Regions from separate parts of the Mus musculus genome. Here region 2 is linked to region 1. A link is a contact called in public Hi-C data. All regions are on one chromosome and are shown on one strand. Each heading gives the region's core, a stretch centred on a gene start, on an enhancer-like site or on the middle of the called end of the contact. The rest is flanking DNA. Distances are from core to core; before and after follow the strand shown. Region 1 overlaps Col22a1 (collagen, type XXII, alpha 1). Region 2 has its middle 16 kb from the start of Col22a1.

Region 1 (5,648 bases), core at 1,181-3,680:
GCAGGCCATGAACTGCTGTAAAGCTTGTGGCATACAACTGAGGGAGGTAAACTCTTAAGAGTGCAGCCAATCCCTTCTGCAGTCAGGGTGCTATACTCCCCATCCAACTTGGAGTAAGAGCTGGCTGGGTGCCCCAGGGACCACCATCTGAGCACACCTACAGGCAAAGGGGCCAGGTACCCTGAGGCTCTAGACAGGTTATGACAACCACAGGGCTTGCACACAGGCCCTGTTCCTGAAGTACACAGAAGGGACCCAGCAGTAGAAAAGATTGTTGGGGTGTGGGGTCTGACCTAGAAGCCTCTGAATGGTCCTCAAACCAATACCAGAAGGAACAAGGACAAGGGACCTAGTAGGACGTATTTGTGCTCAGAGAAAAGTAGAATAGATTAGAATGGTAATGACCTGGGCCAGCCCTTAAAGTGATCTGAGCAGTGTCTTAGTGGTTCATGTCAGTCATGGTCTGGAGTTGCCTCTTGTCAAGGGCTGCTGCCTAGAGAAAGGATGCTACACAGTATATTGGAGGCCCTAGGGTTTATGGCAAAGGGACTGAACCTCTAGAAAAGCTCCTAGATGACACTAAGGAGCCAAATGGGGGAGGCCTAAAGGGAAAGAGGGTGTCTGCCTTCAGACACACCTGGACCTGGTCTTGATTAGAAACCCAGAAGTTACAGAATGCTTTGGTTACTCAGCCTCCACTGCTGCTTTGAATGCCAGGATCTATGACAGCTACAATACTCTCTGCCCTTGGAATACACGGTTTTGGACCAGGAAGCAACCAGAAATTCAAAGCCACCATTGTTAGGTCTCAGGCAGTCCATATTTCCAAAATTGAGCTCAAGGTGGACTCTAGAAGGATTTCCAGTGGTTAGATAGAAGACACTATTCCTCAGGAACTAGTGAGACAAGACATCTGCCCACTACAAGGAGCCATTTCCCCTGTCTCTGGCAAAGGAGACACATGGCTCTCCACTGACACAAGTGGCAGCTTCCAACATGTCAAAGTCCATGCTAGCCTCCAGGTTCTTAACTCCCCTCTTCACATGTGTTTGTTCTACATCTCAAAGCCCATGCTGGCCCTGCTCACCCTGCCTCTTCCCCAAACTCCCAGGCTGCTCCAGTTCATAGGCTTCCCTCCCCCAGCTACTCATCCTCCTTATAACCCAACATTCTCTAGTATCCTCTCACTCCCTCATCCCCCACCACTGCGCTAGACTGTTCCTGATGCCTCCCAATGTTTTCTCTCTCTTATCCATAATAAAAACCTCCCCGTAATGGAGTTGCACTTCTGCAGTTTCTTTACTGTACTCCCTCGCACCAATCATTACCTAAGATTGACTTTGAGATCAGCTTGTGTGTGATACAAGAGGCCCTGTCTCAAAAGAAAATGAAAACAGAGAAAGAAAAAAAACCAAAAACCAAAAACGTCTTTATTGGTTTCAATGAAGTCAAAGAATTGAGCGAGATAAACTTCCAATAACAAGCAATTTACTAAGTGACAACAGAGGGTGGGTACTGAATTACCTACAACAACAAACAAACAAACAAACAAACAAACAAAAAACTCAAGGGTTTGGCTCAGAGGAAGCCAGAAAGCTCTTGGATGGTAAACTGACTCTAAGGCCAGGTGGACTGACATCTTAGAACAGCAGTTCTTTAATTGGAAGCATCTCAGGCATTGCAATGCCTCATCACCACCCAGCTGACCACAGAAAGGGAGACCTAGGCCATTGTGCAGGGGAGATGTATAACACTTACAGGAACAAAGGATTAGCAGAGAAGTCATTAGAACTGGGGCCTCTCAGAACATTCTTCAGATCTCCTGTTGTACAAATGGGATCCAAAAGAAATCAGAAATTTAATCTGCAGCCATCTGTATAACCAGCTGCAGGCTGATCTAAAATATAATGTCAATATCTTTGTCTATTCTGTCTTGAGTTGTTTTGTTTTGTTTTGTTTTGTTTTAATTTTTCGAGACAAGGTTTCTCTGTGTAGCCCTGGCTGTCCTGGAACTCACTTTGTAGACCAGGCTGGCCTCGAACTCAGAAATCCACCTGCCTCTGCCTCCCAAGTGCTGGGATTAAAGGCGTGTGCCACCACTGTCTAGTCTGTCTTTAGCCTCACTTTCCCAGGCTGAATGATCCCTAAAATGTGACAGATATTTAAGAAAATGTCTGGAAGCAAGGACTTTGAGAGCTGCATTGTTTTTTTCCAAAAAGGCATCTTTGATTTATCAATTACAACGCCACTGACAAACTGGAGGATAATCTCTCTATAACTCCCTCTTCAGCCACAATGTAGCTGGGACACTTTCTTGAGGCTGGTACTTATTAAATGACTTTGAAGAAAAAGCAGGGTATCTGTGCATCCAAAGCGGCACACACAGGAAACTGTTGTCTGTGTTGATATTCCCCAGATCCCTATCCTATACTGTGACTCATCTTTGGGAGCTCACAGAGGGAAGGGGAGGTGTCAGGACTCCACTGGCTGTGAATGAAGGGAAGAGGATTCATAGCAGAGAATTTCTTATCTATCCAAGCACCCAAAGCAATTTTCAGATGGTTCCTCCTCATATACCACAGATAAGGCCACTTGTTCAAAGTTCTGCACAGTCACATAAATGATCACATACACATGGACATGAGCCAGATCCAGAACACACCCAAGTACATGCACAGGCATGCATACACACATCCCACCCTCTGAATCCCTCAGCAAGAAACAGAAAAGAAACAAAACCATAACGCTCTTAGTCTGCAGGACAGGAAAGCTTCGGACTCCTCTGACTTACACACCCTGTGCTAGAGTCATCTGTTCCTTCATCTTCTGCCCCATTACCCCCTTTCCTCCTTCATACCTTTATCATCTCCCAACAGATCCATCTTTTAATCTTTGGTTCATTCATCCAATCTCCTTCCACTCATTTACGTTTTTTCACTTAACTTTAAGCTTTTCTTTCTTTCATTTTATCTATCTATCTATCTATCTATCTATCTATCTATCCATTAATCCATTCAAAATACATTAAATTCTTTCCACATGCAAGAGGCACTACCCCATACCCTGAGGACATAGACAAATATGCAGAGAGAGACAGGTCCTGATTTCAAACAGCTCATGTGCTTGCAGAGGAAGTAGATGGTTTTCATACCTTCAGATTGGAGTGCTTGGCTTGGAATAAAATGCAGAAGCAGCTACCCTCTGAACCCTAGAGTGATCACTGTGCATCACACAGATTTCCCAACCGTGCCAGTACAATGTGCATCTCACCTGCCATGTTAGTTAAGGGAGAAAATGCATGGGCTCTCAGTAAGTGGTGCTGGCTGCTGCCCTTGATGTTATCAATGTCACCATTATCATAAATGCTCCCATCATGGGCATACACATCAAATAATAAATTACTTGGGAAATGCTGTTCTAGAGGCATGTGCCTCACAATGCCAAAATGCAGACAAAGCAGCCAGGTAAGAATGGGCTTTGAAAGGGACTTCAAAGGAAGATGCCCTGCATAGAACTGAATAGGCGCACTCCCCTGGTAGAAATGGATAATGAACTGTCTGAGAGCACCGCTGGGGATCACCAAAGCACAAAGTGGAAATGTCTAATTCAAATTCTGCAGTGTTTTCCCACCCTGGGCAGAGCGTCTCAGCTACAAACAAGCTCACTACAAAGCATCTGAGTTATCAAAGGGAACCAGTCAAAGTCACCTTCATCTTGTGAGTTGGACAAAGAAACTGTGGCAGTGACAGGACCCTTGAGTAATCACTGCCTGTCATACACCCAATCAGCAAGAACAGATTGGCTGGCTCTGTCTGCTGTGGCTTACTCCAAAAGTAGCAGAAGTTTAACTGGAGTTGCTTGGGTGGGCAAGATGGTGCAAAGGCGACTAAAGCATGCAGCTAGTTACCCAGCAGACTCTCACACTCTATCACACTGAATCCTTCATGAAAGCCTTGGGAGCCAGGGTCTGCTATGCATCTACAAGTCACCCCAAGGATCGTGCACTGGTCTGGCTCTGCACTGTCATGGTGGGAGGTGCTTCAAGGAGCGTCAGTTCTTCCCCACACAGGCATAGAAGCCTCTCCTACAAAACTCCTCAGGCTCAAAGATACAGATGTTGCATTGCTATAGTCCACTGGGCACATAGAAAGGACAGACTGGATATGTCTGCATCATACATAGTCTCAACCTCAGGTGCTGGCTGACCAGGAAGGGAGCTGTGCACACAGCTGGGATTGAACCCAAGGAAGATGGAGGAGGGATGAAGAAGAAAAGGATCTAGTGTCAGAGGACATATCTTGGTGAGAAAAGTAGAGGAGAAACAAACAGACCACACACTCAAAGTGCTAAATGGGATTTGTGGCCACAGGAGAAGTAACCAATGCATAACACAGTCAGAGCAATGCAGACACCAACTCTCCACACTCCGCCAGCTACCATGGCCCTTCTTCCTGGCATTGTTGGAGATGGCCTTTAAATAGCCCCTGAATGCTTCTCTCTGCCTCTGGTCTTCTGTCACATGTCTGCTTTCCCATGTGCTGAGTTTCCCATCCATTTATGATGCTGATCCATCCATCTCCCTCCTCTCTGAAGTCCCTCCACTTATTCATTCATCTGTTCAATATTTGTCATTATTGGCTGGCTTATTCACCGATTCCTGCTGCACTCATTGGAATGAATGTTTTTAGATAGCCCCACCCTGCCAAAGGGAACACTGCATAAAGTTCCTCACTGTTGAGGGAAATCATTGCTACCTGGATGGTTCAAACCATTCCACCAGGACACTGGTGACAGAAGAGTCAGCGAGGCCACCCTTATGCCTGTAAGCTGCACAGGAAAGCAACCTTGTGTATTGGAGTCTCTCTTACCTGTAATTTCCTTGGTTCCTCCATTGGTATGTTTAAACCGATCTCCTTCTACCCGGACACTTGGGCAGAGCACATCTGAAAAAAAAGGAAAAGGAAACAGACAGATAAGAAAGCATGCCTACCATTTCCCTGTGGACTATGAGAGCAATAAGTCCCACTCTACCTACAGTACAGAGGTGGACAAAGAGGGTGCTGGGAACCTCCTATTCTTTAACTCTTCTGTGCATGTATGTCATTGTTAAGCATTGACTCTAGATATCATACTACAGCAAGACATGATCATGGCATTGCCCACACCTCCACTGAGCTCACAACTTTATATATCAATGAGAGTCACATGCAAATCAATATTAGCAACACAAAATCAGCAGGTCAGGGACACCAGGAGACTCAGGCCACAGGAGCACCTGCTAGCCTACCCAAAAGTTCCTCTGAAAGGAGCAAGTAATTCAGAAATGATCAATAGTATAAAAGCTTAAAGGTGATTCATTGAACATGAGGGATTGCATTAGTATTGAGGATGGAAGGGTAGGGTAAAGGAGGAAGGAATACAGAAAGGGATAAGAATGAAGACCTTTCAAAAAGTCACATGGAAACGTGTGTGTGTGTGTGTGTGTGTGTGTGTGTGTGTGTGTTATGTAGATAGATAGATAGATAGATAGATAGATGGATGGATGGATGGATGGATGGATAGATAGATAGATAGATAGATAGATAGATAGATAGATAGATAGATAGAGCTAAAATAGAGTCCTGCTAGAAAAAATGTCAGTGCTTAGG
Region 2 (5,648 bases), core at 2,161-4,660, 65 kb after region 1:
TCAACAGAAGAAAGCCAAGAGCTGCACACCATGAAGGTCACATGGGCAACTTTGTATTTCCCCATTCTGTCATTCACATATCCCATTTTCCTCTCTTTTACTGGAACATGGGAGCTACACATTGCTACAAATGCAAGTCCAGAACTTTCCAGTGGTTGGTAGATCACCGATTTTCTCTAAGCCTCAAATTTTGTGTTCGGGGAAGCAAAGGAGTTGGGTACATCTTTCATTGATGGAAACAAATTTGGGAAAGTGTTTGGTTGACTCTACACCTAGTCACCAGAGAGGACATTTACAACCTCACCAAGGAAAATGCAGGGAGACAGGCTTCTGGTGGGAATGCAGTTCCCTCTAACCACAATAGGCAAGAGAGGTCTGCACAAGACTCACTGAGAACTAAGCCCTAACCTCTGTTTTTGAACTCACTGTTGGCCTTCTAGCTTGTTCTTCCCTTGATACAGAATAGAAGGTCATTACTCAACCTCAGGTCTGTGAGCGCAAGCCGAGAGCAGCCAGCAGGTCATTTGCAAATGTAGCATCCATCCATCTAGACCTGGTTCTGTGTTTGCCTGGCCACAGGCTTGAGTGCTACATTGCAACAGAGCAGCCCGGGGTTGCTTGTGCTTATTGTATGCTGTCCTTGGGGAGATATGAGCAAATGTCTACTCACCCCAGATCAGGAACCAACAACAGGACAAAATAAATCTTAAAGTGTTTAACCTCCCTTCCTCTGCTATTTGGAACTGTCCCTTCCCCTCTTTCCCCCAGCCGCCCCCCACCCCCACCCCCCGGGGAAATCACTGCTTTGCAGACACCACAGGCATGATCACACAGTAGAAGAAATCTGAGATCACAACCCTGGAAGAGGTCACAGCTCTAGTCAGGAACCATTACTCCTACTGGCACCAGGGGGCGCTCTCCCACCAGGAATCATCCCGACAGAGCCATACATATGCAGCCCTGGTCTGGACGGGACTCTAGAAAAGATCTTTCACCCCTCTCTGTACTGGTCTGGCCCTTTGTGGCAATCCATGGAATGTGACCCCTCTTAGGGCTTGGGCTGGTCTGAGATTGACATCTATCTATAGGAAACCAGAGAAGGCTACCTTAGTCACTGCTGTGAAGAGACACCATGACCAATGACCAAGGTAACTCTTATAAAAAAGAAAGAATTCAATTAGGGGCTTCCTTATAAAAGTTAGTACATTATTGTCATGGCAGAAAGCACACAGACAAATGTAGAACTGGAGAAATAGTTGAGAGTTCTACATCCTAATCTTCAGGCAGCAGGAAGAGAAAGGTGCTGGGCCTGGCATGGGCTTTTAAAATCTCAAAGCACACCCACTTCCCTAGTGACATACTTCCTCCAACAAAATGATACTTACTCCAACAGGGCCACACTTCCTAATCCATATAACCCTTTCAAAGAGCTTCACACCTTGGTGATTACACATTTAAGTATATGAGTTTACAGGGGGTCATTCTTATTTAAACCATCACAGTAGCCTAGTGGGCCCTCAGATAAGAGCAATATACCTCCAGTTGTTAGATCCTCCAAGTCTCTGTACTGGGGTACCTGGCTTTCTCTTGACTGTTCCATCACTCAACATGGGCCCTCTCCTCCTAGTATCATGGTGGTAGAGCACTTTGCTTCAAATGGAAACATTCTGTCATGGAATGAAGTTCATTAAGCCTAGAAAGTTCTGAAGGGAGGCTCATTAAAACCCAGACATCAAACAACCCACAAGCCTCAGGATGTTCCTGAAACCAGATTTGCAAAGTCCCTTCCTCCCCAGGGTTGTAAAGCAGGAAGAACAACTGAAGAGGAGAGATCTGTTGAGCTACCTGAAAGCCATGCAGAGAACTCTGGGGTTCCAGCTTTCCTGATTCACTATCCATGTTTGGGTGAGCTTTCAGGGATGTAGTTCCTGTAAGCAACTCCTCACCCATACTCCTGCAAGTAAATGCAATGAACTCGTTGGTTCACGAAGTTGACTTTGCTAGCAGGAACTACATCCCTGAAAGCTCACCCAAACATGGATAGTGAATCAGGAAAGCTGGAACCCCAGAGTTCTCTGCATGGCTTTCAGGTAGCTCAACAGATCTCTCCTCTTCAGTTGTTCTTCCTGCTTTACAACCCTGGGGAGGAAGGGACTTTGCAAATCTGGTTTCAGGAACATCCTGAGGCTTGTGGGTTGTTTGATGTCTGGGTTTTAATGAGCCTCCCTTCAGAACTTTCTAGGCTTAATGAACTTCATTCCATGACAGAATGTTTCCATTTGAAGCAAAGTGCTCTACCACCATGATACTAGGAGGAGAGGGCCCATGTTGAGTGATGGAACAGTCAAGAGAAAGCCAGGTACCCCAGTACAGAGACTTGGAGGATCTAACAACTGGAGGTATATTGCTCTTATCTGAGGGCCCACTAGGCTACTGTGATGGTTTAAATAAGAATGACCCCCTGTAAACTCATATACTTAAATGTGTAATCACCAAGGTGTGAAGCTCTTTGAAAGGGTTATATGGATTAGGAAGTGTGGCCCTGTTGGAGTAAGTATCATTTTGTTGGAGGAAGTATGTCACTAGGGAAGTGGGTGTGCTTTGAGATTTTAAAAGCCCATGCCAGGCCCAGCACCTTTCTCTTCCTGCTGCCTGAAGATTAGGATGTAGAACTCTCAACTATTTCTCCAGTTCTACATTTGTCTGTGTGCTTTCTGCCATGACAATAATGTACTAACTTTTATAAGGAAGCCCCTAATTGAATTCTTTCTTTTTTATAAGAGTTACCTTGGTCATTGGTCATGGTGTCTCTTCACAGCAGTGACTAAGGTAGCCTTCTCTGGTTTCCTATAGATAGATGTCAATCTCAGACCAGCCCAAGCCCTAAGAGGGGTCACATTCCATGGATTGCCACAAAGGGCCAGACCAGTACAGAGAGGGGTGAAAGATCTTTTCTAGAGTCCCGTCCAGACCAGGGCTGCATATGTATGGCTCTGTCGGGATGATTCCTGGTGGGAGAGCGCCCCCTGGTGCCAGTAGGAGTAATGGTTCCTGACTAGAGCTGTGACCTCTTCCAGGGTTGTGATCTCAGATTTCTTCTACTGTGTGATCATGCCTGTGGTGTCTGCAAAGCAGTGATTTCCCCGGGGGGTGGGGGTGGGGGGCGGCTGGGGGAAAGAGGGGAAGGGACAGTTCCAAATAGCAGAGGAAGGGAGGTTAAACACTTTAAGATCCGGTGTCCTCTCACCCAGGGCCTTTTCTAGAAGCCCCTTTTGTCTCACCCCCTCCAGTTGCCCTTTGGAGGTCTGGGTCTCTGGGAGTAGTATTCAGGCTCAGGATGTGTCCCGGGTCTGCATGAGCCACAGTCAGTGGACTCTCTCAATCTTGTTCACACATACAGCAAAGTGCTTCTCACAATGGACACATTTCCAAATACGAGGCAGTTGGTGAATGGCTGCCCCTAGGAGTTGCCAGCATTTGCTTTCTGCACATTTCCACCACCCTGCCTTGCTTATTACGGCCCTAATTACTCTGTATGCCTGCATCTGCCTGCCCCTTTACAGACCAGAGGGAGCCATTCCCAGGCATAACCGCCAGCTGTAACCACCACCCAACCACAGCTCACTCGACATGATACCAGCTTAATGATCCGTGTATGGCCACTTTCAGGCTATGCCCACCAGGGGTTTATGAAGCTTACACAACAGCTAAACCAGCCAATGAATTTCTTCCCTTCATGGACCCCTCAGGGTCTCAGCAATAGGCTACTTTAATACAGACATCTAAGGGACATTTGCATGGGGTATACCAGAGAGGAAAGGTTTGGTTGCACTTCTGACTTTGGATAATTAATTCTATAGTCCATTCTGCTGGGCTCAGAGATGTGTGGTCAAATATTATTCTGGAAACTTCTCTGAGGAGCTTTCAAAGGGCATCATCATTTAAGCCCATTGATGTTGAGAAACACACACTGTTCTCTCTCTCTCAAACAAGCTGACTCATCCAGTCGAAGTCTGAATGAAGCAACAGACCGGCCTTCCCTAAGCAGATGATACTTCAGTCTGATGGCCTGTGGGACTTGAACATTCGCTTCTTCAAAGTTTCTAGCGCGCACACACACACACACACACACACACACACACAAACACACACAGGCCCAATGAGGCTGAGAATGTTTTGATCACCCTGACCTTCACATGCCATCAGGGAGTCCTTGGGCTCCCTCTGCTGGACAGAAGGAAAATCTTCACTTGTTTTCTGATCTTGGCCTGCCAGGTACCAGGGCCACTTGCCTGCCCTTCTACCATATTTGAACCTTCTTCAGTGCATCTGCCTCTGGAGTCTCTTGTATGAGCTATGCAGGCATGAGAAGAGAGAATGTCTCTGGATTCTTCATCTCTGGAGCTGAGAGAACAGAGACCTGAGATGCAGAAAGGTAGAAGAAGGAATCGGGGCCTACAAGGCAATCTTGTTCCATTTATCACATTCTGCAGTGGTTCCCAGGAAGTGACACAAGGACCAGGTAGAGGATGCATTGAAGGCCAAGAAGAGCCCAAAGTCCTGAATCCCATGCCAGGCATACCCTTTCTGTTGCTTAGATTGGGGTCACCTCCCACCTGAGCTTCTATTTTCTGTTTGTCAGTAGTCTTATATCTCCCCTATGGTATGTGCACAATCTTGTCTCCATGATGCCTGCTGTAGGTGAAAAGGATGCTAAGGTCAATCCTCCCAGTGTAGTGACTCACAGTGCTACTGTGGCATGGCCTTCTGATGTACCCAGTAGCTCTGCATGAGCCCTCAGTGTCCACTATGCTCCTCATGTACACAGGATGTATGCCACTGCCACCCAACAGGAAGACACAGGACTCTCAGACATCTGGATGGAGTGACATTTTGTAATAAAGATGTGTGCATACTATAAAATAGACATCCAGATTTTATAAGGCAAATTATATATTATATTGTCTTATACATTATATATTTGAATATGTAATATAAATGACAGACATTTAAGATATACAAGTGAATAGTTATTGAAAAGAATAGTCTTGTGTTCATGTGTATTATACATAAACATGTGTATGGATCAGTGTGTGTATTTACATTTATAGCAGACATGCATATTTACGAGTATAATATATACGTGTAAATATATTGTATATATGTCCCATAGGCTCTGTGAAGGATTAGCTCCAGGACTCTAAATCAAAACCTGCCACTTCTCGAGTTCCTTACATAGGATTGTATAGCGTTTTGCATCCTCTATATTGTCAGCCTTCTCTAGACGACTTAAACGATGCCTCACATAATGTAAGGGCTTGAAAATGGGTTGTGTACAGTATTATTTAGAAGATGACAAGAAAAAGCTCTACACATGTTTGGTATGGATGTAACTTCTTTCATTCTGTGGCTGTTGAATGTACAGTGCAACATTTGTGCTTATCAAGGGCTGCCTGGATTCAGCTAACAGTTTCTGCCTGTGATGCTGCCACACAACAGCTGCTATTCAGGTGCAATAGATTGCATTAGCATCCCCATCCCCCATCCAGCTCTCCCCAACTTAAAGAATCTTTGAGAGTGAAGCTGACATAGAATCAAAAGATTGGAGTTAAATCTGCCCTTCTGCTTTCTTTAACTTGTTCAACTTT

The links. A called contact is a pair of places that touch in the nucleus more often than the background predicts.
Region 2: a Hi-C map of the N1E-115 cell line shows a contact between it and region 1, with 4 times the contacts expected there. The contact joins two enhancer-like sites. A contact is called at or near these places in 2 of 15 datasets of contacts at CTCF or cohesin (liver and stem cell-derived epiblast-like cells), 27 of 484 Hi-C or Micro-C datasets (the N1E-115 cell line, Sertoli cells, cardiomyocytes and 14 more) and 2 of 115 datasets of contacts at active chromatin or transcription factors (both in astrocytes).

Annotation. Positions count from the first base shown.
Region 1 is chr15:71,983,766-71,989,413 of GRCm38.p6, forward strand. It overlaps Col22a1 (collagen, type XXII, alpha 1), which reads right to left. Exons shown (of 64, transcript NM_027174.1): 4 at 4,869-4,943. Among named protein-coding and RNA genes, the nearest start is that of Col22a1, 48 kb to the right of the region's middle. Within about 2 kb of position 2,431, at least 4 of the 459 cell types and tissues checked have an H3K27ac peak or open chromatin away from gene starts, as enhancers often do. A contact at or near this core is called in the N1E-115 cell line, where this site is marked.
Region 2 is chr15:72,047,426-72,053,073 of GRCm38.p6, forward strand. It overlaps a transcript of Col22a1 not described here. Among named protein-coding and RNA genes, the nearest start is that of Col22a1, 16 kb to the left of the region's middle. Within about 2 kb of position 3,411, at least 10 of the 459 cell types and tissues checked have an H3K27ac peak or open chromatin away from gene starts, as enhancers often do. A contact at or near this core is called in the N1E-115 cell line, where this site is marked.